Linked DNA regions of Anas platyrhynchos: region 1 is linked to region 2. Evidence: chromatin contacts called from public Hi-C data. All regions are on one chromosome and are shown on one strand. The core of a region is the stretch at or near the end of the contact, and the rest is flanking DNA. Distances in the headings are between cores, read along the strand shown. Region 1 has its middle 19 kb from the start of ITGB1. Region 2 overlaps EPC1 (enhancer of polycomb homolog 1).

Region 1 (6,167 bases), core at 3,362-5,861, 130 kb after region 2:
TTCTGTTTCCATACCTTCTCCTCTTCCTTTTCTATTCTTCATCCTCGTCATCTCCTCCCCAGCATTTGTCATTCAATACATTCTCCCACCCCAAGTGGAAAAATACTTAGAAAATCCTCAAGGAGGGTCACAGAATGGAAGCAGCAGGAAATGAGGGTGCAGAAATAAAGAGGAAGCTCTTACTCATGAAATGGTGTGGCATTGTCAGCAAGAGGGGAAAGAAGTGGTGAAGGGAGAAAGAATGTGCATGCTGAAAATGCACAGCCAGAACTGGGGCCATTCCTCTTCTGTGGTGGCTTTGGTGCCTTTATCCTTAGAGATAATGAACAGGAGAAACATAATTACCTCTAATGCTAAGCTACACCAAGAAGCACATAACTAACATACTTATTTTTGAAGGACACCAAGAAGTAACCTTTGAACCAAAGTTTACCCTTGTAAACAAAAGAAGCTGAATTTGTTTTCTGAGAATGGATTGTGAGAGCAAATATTTCTGCATGAGATGTGTTTTTTTTTTGCATTCCAGAAATAACTGGTGATTTATGTGTTCTGTAGATATGCAATCCATTCTAAATTAGTATAATTTTCATTTCAAAATGTACTGTTTATACTTTTTTTCTAAATCTTTAATAAATATTTTAAGTAAAACTTGAAACAGTTTGTCCTATTGGGTATGTCCTCTTCTCTACTCCAAGTTAGAATGATTTTGTTCACTAGTATTTGATCAAGAGCCTCTCAAAGTATGCCTGTGTTTCAGTTACTGCTGTAGTTAGTGTAAGAGGAAAACTATCTGAGCTAGTTTCAAACTGAAATTAGCATGGTTACTCATAGCTCCATAGAAATGGCCAAACGAAACTTAGAATGGTTTGCAGCATCTACTTAGGAAGGCTCTGTGGTTAGAGTCGAGCTCTGTGGTGTCATGGTTATCCTCCTTGTCATATCTGAAGTAGATGGGGAAGAGCTAGTTTGTGCATATCTGCATATTGGCCAAGAATACTGCTGAAACTACAGTCATGACATGACTTTTATGAAGTGGTTCTTCAAGCCAACTTGCCTTCACTGTTTAAGATACTACAGTTAATGTCACAAGCGCTTCCTGACATGAAATTGTTGCAGACTACATGTATGAAATGGTTCTAATTTTTATAATAAGAAACAAGGTGTCTTGGTTTGTCAGATGTGATTTATATATGACTTTTTATAACTCAGCTCTTCTGTTGTCTAGACACTAATATCTGTCTGCTTGTATTAATAGAGCAATTTCTGGCTAATTTTGAATTCAGACAGCCTGTCAATATTTCTTTTACCCCTTTCAAAACAAATCACTTTTCTGCTCAACTTATAAGTCTGGAAGATTCTCATAAACCAAGTTTAACTGTGTTCTGAATTTCAGACCCCCTCTGTAAACAGTAATGATTACATGAAATGACAAAATAAATCACCTATATACCTCCTGCTAATCTTGGAAGACTTCATATTTCTGCAGCCATATTGCAGCCATATCACATTTAATGGGTCCATGTATGTCAGTGAAAGGGATTCATAACGTGAGAATAGAACAAAGATGCTGTAATTCTTTGCTGAACAGTGCTTTGTGTTCAAGCAACTGACCTGATGGGACACTGAAAGCAATTCTTTCACACACTTGTTATCCATTGTGTTCTGAAGGGGCCTTCACAGCGTTAGAAGCATCTTACACAATTCATGCATTGTAGCAGTTCTGCTAACACCACATTGGATCCGAAGGAGCTGAAATACTGGGTCTGTAACAGTGAAAGAGGCTCTTTATTCATCAATTATAAAGCCATAAGGGATCCTTGAGATCATCTAGTTTATCGTCTGCATAACACAAGCCCTGCATAAATTCCTGTTTGAATAAAGTCTATCTTTCAGAGAGTGTTTCACTGATCACTTGAAAGACACAGCTGATGGGGAAGCCACCACAACCTTGCATGTTTCGTCAGGATTAGCAGTTTACTGCCTGAAGCCTGCTGCCGATTTGGAGCCTAGATCACACTGCTCCTGTTCCCAGTCTGCTCTTGTTTCCTGTGGACTGTTATAAAGTGACCTCTTTGGCTTCTTGTTGTCTACTGGATAGCAGATAATATAGAGCAGAATAATAGGATATGTCTAGATAAAATATTAATGAAAATATTAACATTTAATTCCTGTGTTGTTTTATTAAAGTAAATGTTGCTAAGATCCTACAACCAAATTTCAACAGTTGCTCTAGAGTGTTAGCAAAAAGTATTTAGGTGTCTGTATGTTAAAGATGCAGAAGAAGGCCCAAGGGCACTTTCAGACAAGCTAGTAGGCATCTGACTCTGCAGTGCTGAATGCCCTCATGAAGAAATGTCTCTTTCTTATTTCACTCATTTCCTGTCAGTTTGGTAAAACTGCATACAACGAGTCATCATGTGGAGGCACAAAGCGTAGTTCTGAAAGTGGTAGAGCTGTATCAGTGCACAACTGGTCCCAGGTGCAGGACCTCTGCCTCTTAAGGTCGCTTCTTACTCCGTCCTCATTCCAGGGGGGTGGGGGGGTGGGGGGGGTGGTATGTTAAGCTGTTCCCATACTGTTAGGAAACCTCCAATCAATCTTCATTAATTTGCTGCTATTAAGTTCCTGTGAGACATCCGTAGAAATCTGTTTGTGAAAACCTGAGAATTTTCTGAGATGTATTTGTGTCATGGTGTGGAGGTGAAAGAAATACAGAACAAGTAGATATGTAGATGGCTTAACTCTAGCAAATATCTTGCATGAAAATTGTTGGATAATTACCAAATTAAAAAAAAAAATAATCCCATTAATTTCAAGCAACAAACATATAGAATTAGCAACCATAGTTCCAAGTAACATGAAAAATATATGGCTCTTTACAAAAAATGGGAGAACTGTTTACATATACTTGGCTACTTTCTATCCCTTAATTATATACAGCTGTTACAAGCAAGTTGTCACCACACACAAGCTTGCAATAATATTTTTTTGAAGTGTACTTCCTGTAAGCTGGAGTAAGGACTTGCATAGTACTGCAAATTTTTCATCATTTTTTTAACCATGGCATCCTTGAAACAGATATTATTTAACTCAAATAGACTGGACTGCTTACTGCCGGATAACTTTCTAGGTTAATGACACTTGCAGGCATACATTCTTCCCCCAAGGCCTCTACTTTTCCATCTCAGACCAGTCACGCAACTATGTGGAAACATGCCTTGTTGTATGAGGCGCAGAGAAGAGATGCCCAGGACCATTCCTGAAGGAATGCAGTACTGTAGGGTTCAGCCAGTTACTCTGAGCTGAGATACCAGAGCAAGTTAAACACAAATAAAACTACTTATTTACACAGTTGAAAATAGGTAACAAGAAATGCAAAATGTGAAAATACATGAATGGAAATGAAAGTAAAAAAAAAAACAAAACAAAACACAACACTCATCTCTGCTGGAGACTTTGGTTAGCAGTAAAGGCTGATTTCTCCCGTTCTGAGTCACCTCTCAACCACGTGGGTGCCTTATACTGGTCTTGGCTCTACATCCTGGGGATGCTTTCACAGAAGAGGGTCCTGCTTCTGAAGAAGAGGAGTAAGAAATCACTCAGAGTCAAGGCTCCCTTACCCACTCTTACATCATATAGTATGTGTTAATCCAAGCAAGGAAGGCTTTTTGCCCTTCCTTCCAGCAAACTGCATTTACGGCTTCCTGCTTAGGTGAGTTTAGAATTGGATCTTTCTCAAGTAATCATGACATGGTTTCAAATAAGCTATGGCAATTACTAACAGCTCAGGAAGTTGAAAGTTCGCATCTTTTCAGTTAAATTATAACCTCACTCACACAGAGAAGTTGCACCACCTTATACTAATGTGATGACTGTGTAAAGTGGCACCAGGAATTGATAGGCTTAGTCTTTTGGAAATGAGCTATAAAGAGTCCTATAAATGCTTTTCCTTGTTACGTGCTTTTTTATTTTTTTTTTTATTTTTATTTTTATTTTTTTCCCCACAAGGGAGTTTTTGACAATATATATATATTTTTCCCAGAATTAAAACAGACCCATGCTAAGCACTGGTACAAAACAGCACATGAATTTGGAATAGTAAAATGCATCTGTTTCCCTGGGCTTTTGGATCTCTTAGGATGAGGAAAAAATCTTATCAGTGTATAAAGAGTAGAAGTGAGTACTGGATTTTTCTTACAAACTGAAACACAGATCCTTTAATGGAAACCATGTGAGTGATTATTATATCACTTGAATCTTGTCCCAGCAGTTGTCTTTTGAATTAATTATAGCTGCTGCTGAACCAAGTGGGCTTTTCTTTGCTTGCCACGCTATTATTTTATATTGCACTGAAACAACAGTATTCCCTTCCCTCTCAACAAGCCACTAAATAAAATCTGTTTACTTTCTGAAGCTGCCAAATTATGCAGAGTTATAAGTAGAAAAATAATAGTTCTGATGGAGAAAGAGGGGTGAGGTTTTATTGGGAAGGCCCAGTGGGTTTTATAGTGTGCTGAGACTCGTGTTTTGCACTCGGTCCCTTAGTTACGTTCCAGGCTGATGCTTTAAAAAGGATTTTTAATTTCTGAACCAAAAAAGAAATAATACAGTGGTTGTTGTGTGCCATCTAGTGTTCCTCGAAAGAAGTAGGTTTTCTGCGGAGGATTGCCGGAGGCCTCGTCTGGATGTCCCCTACTGGACAGCTGTCCTCTACAGGACAGATGTCTCGCAGCCTGTGTTTGATAAGAAACCTGTGCAAAAGGCTTGCAAGTCATGTGCTGGGTGATGGCACAAGGCTGGGTGAAGGGAAGGAAGGAAGAAAGGGAACAGCAGAGAGGAGAGCACTAAAGCAGTCCTTACGAATTACATATGGATACCACAATTAAAATAACCCTTGTGGGTTGCACTAAAATATAGCAAGGATCAAATCAATGCTGTGGCAGTCCCTGGACTTGAAGAACAGAAATTTGGCTTAAAGCAAATGAACTGAATGTTCCCATGCTACAGCTGAAGGTCTGAATATAGATGCGGTGTAGTTCAAATCCTATTTCAGTACCGTGTTGGCTTCATGTCCAGGGGCGCTGCAGGAGACACCGTCCTCACAACGAGAAGGAGTGGTCGACATACTCATCTTTCTAAACTTTCTATACTATTATGATTTATTATGTCTCATTTTCAATCAGTCTGTTTTTATGATCCAAAAATAACTAAAGTGAATGCTTGGAGATGGGTGTTACGGTTAGTAACAGGCTAATTATAAATGGTGTAAACAAAATACGACTGGAGAGCAGAGAAACTTGCAGGGAATGTAGTAACAAGAAGATGGTTTGAACCTCACCAATTTAACAAAGAAAAACTGGTGAAAATTTGGAAAATTAATTCCACATGGCCCAAGTCTCAGAGAACCAAGCCTTGAAGATTGTCATTTAGCTCTGCTGTTGCTTATGTGAATTTTACGGATGACCATGGAGCAAACATTTGAAACCATACATTTTTCTATGCATTAATGAGGAAGTGAGCTGTTGAGAAAGGGAACATTAAGTGGAATTGAAAATATTTGAATTAGAGAAAGCAAATACTACTGGGTGTGGGGAGGGAAGGAAGCAGATCTGAACAACAAGTCGAAGTTCAAGCTGGATTTTGACAGGCCATATTTTTGTCAGGCGCCTTTGTTTCGGTTTAGCTTAAATGTAAATTATTTTGGAAAGATATTCTTTCCAAAGGAAGGTCAGCGTAAGCAAACTCATATAAACAATGTAGAAAGAAAATCTAAGCTGGTAACTCGTTCTGTGTGTGTTCTATGGTTGCAGGTAAAATTCACAGTGAAAAATACTTATTATTAGAAAGCACTATGGGAAGTCATTCAAGAACAGCAATTGATAGCATCAATAAAAATAATTGAACTGACAGACATCTAAAGAATATGACAACCTTATTTTTGGGACCCCTCAAAAATTCAGGGCAATCCAGTGTATGCACACAATGAATCCATCATATTTGATATAAAAGGTAACAAAAAATAATCGTGGTGACTATTACGAGTAAGAATGTTTCAGATTTATCCTCACAAGCAGCACACGACCCAAGACAGGCAATTTTACATTTTCACATCACTGACATCTTTTAATTCAGTTGATTTTGGCTTTCACTACCTCTGCAGATTCTTT
Region 2 (6,235 bases), core at 341-2,840:
TTCACAGTTCCAGAATTAACTGCAAGCCTGCCTTACCACTTCCTTACCATGGCTCGCTGCTCCAGCTGCACAGCAGTCATTGGGGAGAATGATGCAAAGCTACCTAAGTGATCGCGTTAAACAGAACCCTAACTAAAGGATCCTGAAGGACACACGAAGATGCTTTTAGTGCACATTACTTCAGTAGCCCAGGGCATGACCTCCACTGCTCAAAGCAGGCTGCATCAGAAAACTAATACTTGATGGAGTTTATGAAGTCACAGCTTTCAGGATACACTCTATGTGGGAATGAAAAAACCCTTAAAATCCAGCCTTTTATCATCACAAATTCCAACTATAAAGTCATTTCAGAGAGCCTGAATAAACCTTTATGGCAAAAACATTTCCCCCTTAGTATGACATGGAAGTGGAAAGTCAAGATTTTTCATTAGTTGACCCATAAGAAAACTGTATCAAGTTCCCAAACTAAAATAAAACCAAAGCAATCTCGTTACTTGCTTGAACATTACTGCATGTCAGCAATCCTACCTAACAATTTTGTATGGCAAAAGCTCTACACTTGTATTCCAGCATTTTTGTTAGTTACAGGGACATCACATCAGTGTTAACAAGAGTGAGCACTGCTAAAAAAAAAAAAAACATCATTTGAATAACGAGGAACACGGTACCCAACTTCACATGAAACAAGTTTCTATTGTTTCAGTGCTCTTCTGAGTATTAGCATGCACAGGCACACGCGGCTGTGCTCCATTCAGACAGGGTGCTGCAACTGCTCCTGCTGTATGGCAGAGCACAGCACTGAGCACAGCACTTGGAGATCTACCACCTGCCCTGAACTTCACCATTTACATAGATGACAGGACTCAAAAAGATGATAACTAAGTTGGGTGAACTTTTACATTTCTCTCAGAAGTTTTCTACATCAGCCATGGAGTGAAATATCAACTACTTCTTCCACAAAAATGTTCCTCAGACCAAGTCTTGCAGTGTCCCTCATTAAGCCAACCCTTTTTTCCTTTGCCTTTAGAGCATACCTCAAAACTGACCCATTCATCAGCTTGACAGCAGTACAGTAACAAGACAGAAAAGGCACTAAAAAACACCAGGCAAGGGAATAAATCCGTAACATGTAGTTTGAGAAGTGCCTGTATCTTTCCATTATAAGCTTACAGAAGGTTTAAAAACCATTGCCTTCCGCAAGCCAAACCACACAAGCTGCAGGGATCAGCAGCTTCCCAGATCCACATCTCCTTAAAGATTTAGACTCGTTTTTTCTTCACAGGAAGAAGAGATTTATTTATTTTTGATAAAAATCATTAAAAACAAACCCTGAAAATAATATCTAAACTTAACACTCCCTGGAGCTCGAAGGTCAGCTTCCTAAACATCCAGTTGTGCTGCTATAGTCAAGGACCTTTAAAAATAAGTAGTCAATCTCTGGTTGTCTGGGTTAGTCTAAACCATAGGCCCAACTAGTAACCAACTCTTCAAAGAATGCAGTAACAGTTTTGGTAACGAACCACAAGACAAGATTGTACTTTATCAGGGAGCCACTTAGCCTAATACATGGTCTCAAAAAGGAGTCCATGGCCATCCCATGAAGGCTAAGAACAGGGCAAAAACCAGCCACGTTTTCACAGCCCCTGAGCCACATGATATCAGAAGCTGGGAGCTCAAGCCACATTTATTTTAGTCACTATGTTTGGTATTGACATATTTCTTCCACGAACTTTCAGTAGTGTGCATTGCCCAACTCTGGAGTTAAAGAGGCTTGACACATACCCAACAGGTATGCAACCTCACTTCTGGTTGGGAGAAAATGAGCAAGAGAAACAAAAACTAAATATAAACAAATAAAAATAAAAAAGGTGACTGAACCATGGGGTTTAACACAGGGATCTTTAACACACAACTACAACAGCTGTACCGCCTTCCCTAAGACTGCCTCATGTTTACAGCATTCCTGTCAGGTTTAACCACCTCTTCTGTAAAGTACAGTTTCATTACCTCAAGAAGTCATTCACACTTAAGTAGTAACAGAATTTGATTGATATTTATACTGAATATTTTACAGTATTCAAGTTACATGGGGACAGCAAAGCATCAAAAACATCATCAAGAAAACCGAGCATCAACATTTGCATGAATTTGTTTGTTCAATAGTTAAGGCTCAGCATCTCATGTCAGGCAATCAAGCTGAAAGCAGCTTGCTTTATCAACCTAAGGAGACTAAGCACCTTTCAAGAACAGTCACAGACACATTTCATATAAAATCTTGTATTTTACAGGTATAAAACATCAAACTGAGGAAGCTTCCAGAATATCTCCTTGAACTATCAAGCTCTTTTTTAATTTCAAAAATAAACAAATAAACCCACAGTACTACTTATTTCAGTCCTACATGGAAGAAAGCAAGCTCAGAGAAAAAAGATACAAGGCAAATCATACTGATGGCTAAAACCCAGCTGGTTAAACAAGCACATATTTGTAGATTCCAGAGCATTTACTTTTTAAGTACTTTCTTCCTCTGTTTAAGACCTCACACAACAGTGGAAAGAAGCTATTATGTAGTGATGAGCAGAAGCACGGGCTGCAAAATACACAGACCGCCAAAGTATGCCTAACCATATCCCTTCAGCAACTGTCAGTGTCAGCGATATCAAAGCTCCCATCTCACATTCCTTCAAATCATAACTTTTGTTACAAGAAAAAAAAAGCGCCGTACAGCATGTAACTGTTGGGAAGAAAAGTAGGGCTTTCATGTACCTAGATGGCAAAACTATCAAGATAATTGTTAAGATATCTGGGAAAACCAAAATAAGCCTTGTAAAAATGCTAGAAGAGATGCTCAGAATTGCACTGTGTAAGACATGTAGTAAAGAAGAAACCGTCCTAGCAATTAGCATGCAACTGCCCTCATCAGCTAAATTTTGTCACAAGACTCTGAAAATGCAAGTAAAATCTATCAGTACTTTTCTACTAAACTCTATTAGCATCTGTATTCACAACAGCCAGCAGACCAGAATTTCAGGTCTGATGCCACAAAGGTGGAAGGAGGAGCGCTTCTTCGCTAGCGACAATGACAGGTGCAATGCTGAATAACTTAAAATAGACTTTCCAAAGATTACACCACTGTGATGAGCTTATCTGTGTACTTCCTGCTGCAGTGTCAGTCTTCAGTTCACAAATCTACAGATTTAGACACTTTCTTGGCTTGGAATGAACAGAGCTCCATTTGAGTGCTCCAAGATGCTGCCTACAGCAGAAACCTGTATTAGGCAGAAAGGCTCAGACAAAATATAAACTTGCATGTTTCCTGACCAGTAAAAATGTTTTTTTTTTTCCTTTTTTTTTTTTTTTTTTTGAAAGACAGTGCAATATGACATGCAGTGTGAGTCAGATGCCAAATCATTATTCTTTATAGGTCAGCTATTCTTAGTGTCTTGTAATCTCCAAGTTTATTTAGATTGCCTTTAAAAACACAGGACAGACTAGCATTCCAAATTCATGACCTTTTACGTGCAATTATGATCAAACTTGTTTTGAAGTCTGATATAAACACTGAGCAACTGAGACAGGTTTGAGGCTGTAAAGTCATATAGAGGCGGAGAGGGAGGAGAGAAGAATAGAGGGTGAAGAGGGAAGGTTTACAGTAAGGACAAGCACTTCCCTAGTGCTCATAAGCTCAATGCATTGTAACTGTCATGGTTATTCTTTCTGTGTACAGTGTGAGACTTAACTGTCTGACTGGGACAAAATATGAACACCGAATGGGATTTAAAATATGACAGCATCCATAAATTCAGGCCACACTGTCAGTTTTTTCAGCCCAGGCAAATTTTTGCTGCCTTTTTCAAATGCAAAGTGGTATTTTAAATTGACCTGAATGCTGGTAAGACAAAGGTGTTAGGACCTTTCAGACATCCAAAAAAACCCCAAAACCGAATGTCACACTGGTATTCCTTACGTCTTCATTCCTTGTATCTATTGTATTTGCAGAAGCCTGTACCCACAGCACAAGTTAAATGCACGCGATCTCTCACGGAGATCAACCTTGATGTTACCACCTCCACCTACCAAAGCCAGAGCAGTCAAACCCCAGAACGCTACTCATCATCCCCCGAACAACTGTATCACACCTACGTGGAACACAACACAGAGCTACCTGCATCTCCACCAAATGTGCAGCTGCAGACTGTTACGCTTCTGAATGGGTAACTAACTCCTGGTGCCCAGGGAACAAAGCTGTGGTATGAATAACCATGCTTTTTTATATATATATAATATAATATATTGAAGCGTTATAGGTATTTTAGAAACTTTGTGTCATTCCCAAATACGTGGACTGTATTCTTGGACTCAGTATCAGCAGAGAAACCCTTTTATGAAACCTAAAAGATCCTATTACACTAGCCATCCTGTCTCTCCCTTTTCCCACCAAGCCCTATGTAAACTACCAGAGGACTGCACGTCAGATTTTGTGCTCTGCATCAGTTCAAGTCCCTTCTGTGCACAGAGTATTTTAGCTCTACCGCCATTAACATGTGCTAAATAATCTTTTATAAATACACTTCATGTCTTGAAAACCATCAACTTGACACTGGTTACGTTTTTAGAGTAAAAATAGGAGCTGCCTTTAAATTGCCGATTACAGTCTTGGTTTCATACCGCTTGCCACATTCAATCATCATTCTGCTCAGCTCCCACATTTTTCCCCCACACTGAAAATAAAGACCAAATAATAACTGATCAACAGAAAGGAAAAACAACATTATAATGAAAGGTTAAAAAAAAAAAAAAACAAAAAACAGAACTAGGCATAAAGATAAAATGTGTTGTTAACAAGAAATTCTAACCAAAATGACCAAGTATTTGCCACAGTTTGCTATCACAAAAAAGTCCCTATGGTATTTAGAACCACACTTAAGCCCCAACGTCATAGTGGGGAAGCCGTTTCCTTTATGCTTATCAACAAAATATCACTGATACATGGAGATAAAAGTCTTTGAGACTAATGCTTCAGAAAACTTTATAAAAACCACCTAGAAGGCATTTCAATCCATTTTCATTTGCGTGTTTGGGTATTTCTGACAGCACCTTGGTTCCAACACCTACCTGAGGTTCTCAAATACGTGGCTGTGTGTGGCCTCTTCCTTAAGTAGGTGTTTTATTCCTTTCCACATTGCTAAGTTAAAGGGAACTACCATATCAAGAACCACTAGCTTAGTTAAAGGGAACTAGTTAAAGGGAACTACCATATCAAGAACCCACGAGACAATGTGTACCTGCTTTCTCCATCTTCTCAGTATTACGGTAAAGATCTGACCTAGTTCAGTCAGTTCAGGAACAATAAGCCAAACTAAGATGATGTTCTCTCTCTCCATCCCTGGAAGCGATACTGCTGCCAAATGCTGGCTTAGGCCCTCAGATTCCAGCACCGCCTGAGCAGACAGTGCCATCTGCTAAACTGGTGCCTTGACTTCCTTCAACTCCTCAGCAACGGGTACCGTCTAGTTTTCTCAGGTAATCTGGATGGATAATTTACCAAGTGCAAAAGAGCAGAGTGTTGAAAAAATCCAGACTGTATTTCTCAGCACAACCATCTCAAGAGAAATGATCCCACAGCCCAAGACACGCACGCACACTGGCTCTGTCAATGGTGGGAGAAACCACAAGAGGAAGATAAACATCCACTATAAACACAGAAGTGAACTGTACATAGACTCCTGATCCCACCGCAAAACATTCCTGGACAAGGGACCATCTCTACACCTACTGACTTCTATTGCTAAATCTTCCCCTTGATTAACCAAAAAAGGGTTTCTTATCCAGAGTTCTCTCTTGAGCACGGGTCAAGTATGAAGTCAAACCCAGACTGCTGATAAACAGGATGATATCCATAAGACAACTAACCTTGAAAAACATTTTTCCCCCCAGAAAATCATACCAGAGAAGTTACAATTTAATGAAAGCCAAAATGAAATGGCAGATACCTTGCCCCTCTTTTTTCAAATTACCAAGGTAGATCAGCTGCCAGATATAAAAAATCATCAAGTTACCAAATCACACCCATGGGCCTTTACCTGCCGAAGTGAATCGGTAATGAAAAAGCTGAGGGATCATTTTTTACAGGTTTGTTTTCTATAAGCTTGTAATGAGCACTTCAGAGATGCTTTTTCCTCGGAAGCATCTCCAGATTTTCTAATCAAGGCCAAAGGTCTCTATTTCTAGGACC

The links. Hi-C and Micro-C count contacts between places; a contact is called where the count stands out from the background.
Region 1: a contact with region 2 is called in a Hi-C map of skeletal muscle, with 2.3 times the contacts expected there. The contact joins two enhancer-like sites. A contact is called at or near these places in 2 of 8 Hi-C or Micro-C datasets (skeletal muscle and subcutaneous adipose tissue).

Annotation. Positions count from the first base shown.
Region 1 is chr2:144,621,415-144,627,581 of IASCAAS_PekinDuck_T2T, forward strand. No RefSeq gene overlaps it. Among named protein-coding and RNA genes, the nearest start is that of ITGB1, 19 kb to the left of the region's middle. Within about 2 kb of position 4,612, at least 1 of the 8 cell types and tissues checked has an H3K27ac peak or open chromatin away from gene starts, as enhancers often do.
Region 2 is chr2:144,494,076-144,500,310 of IASCAAS_PekinDuck_T2T, forward strand. All of the region lies in intron 3 of EPC1 (enhancer of polycomb homolog 1), which reads right to left. Among named protein-coding and RNA genes, the nearest start is that of EPC1, 34 kb to the right of the region's middle. Within about 2 kb of position 1,591, at least 3 of the 8 cell types and tissues checked have an H3K27ac peak or open chromatin away from gene starts, as enhancers often do.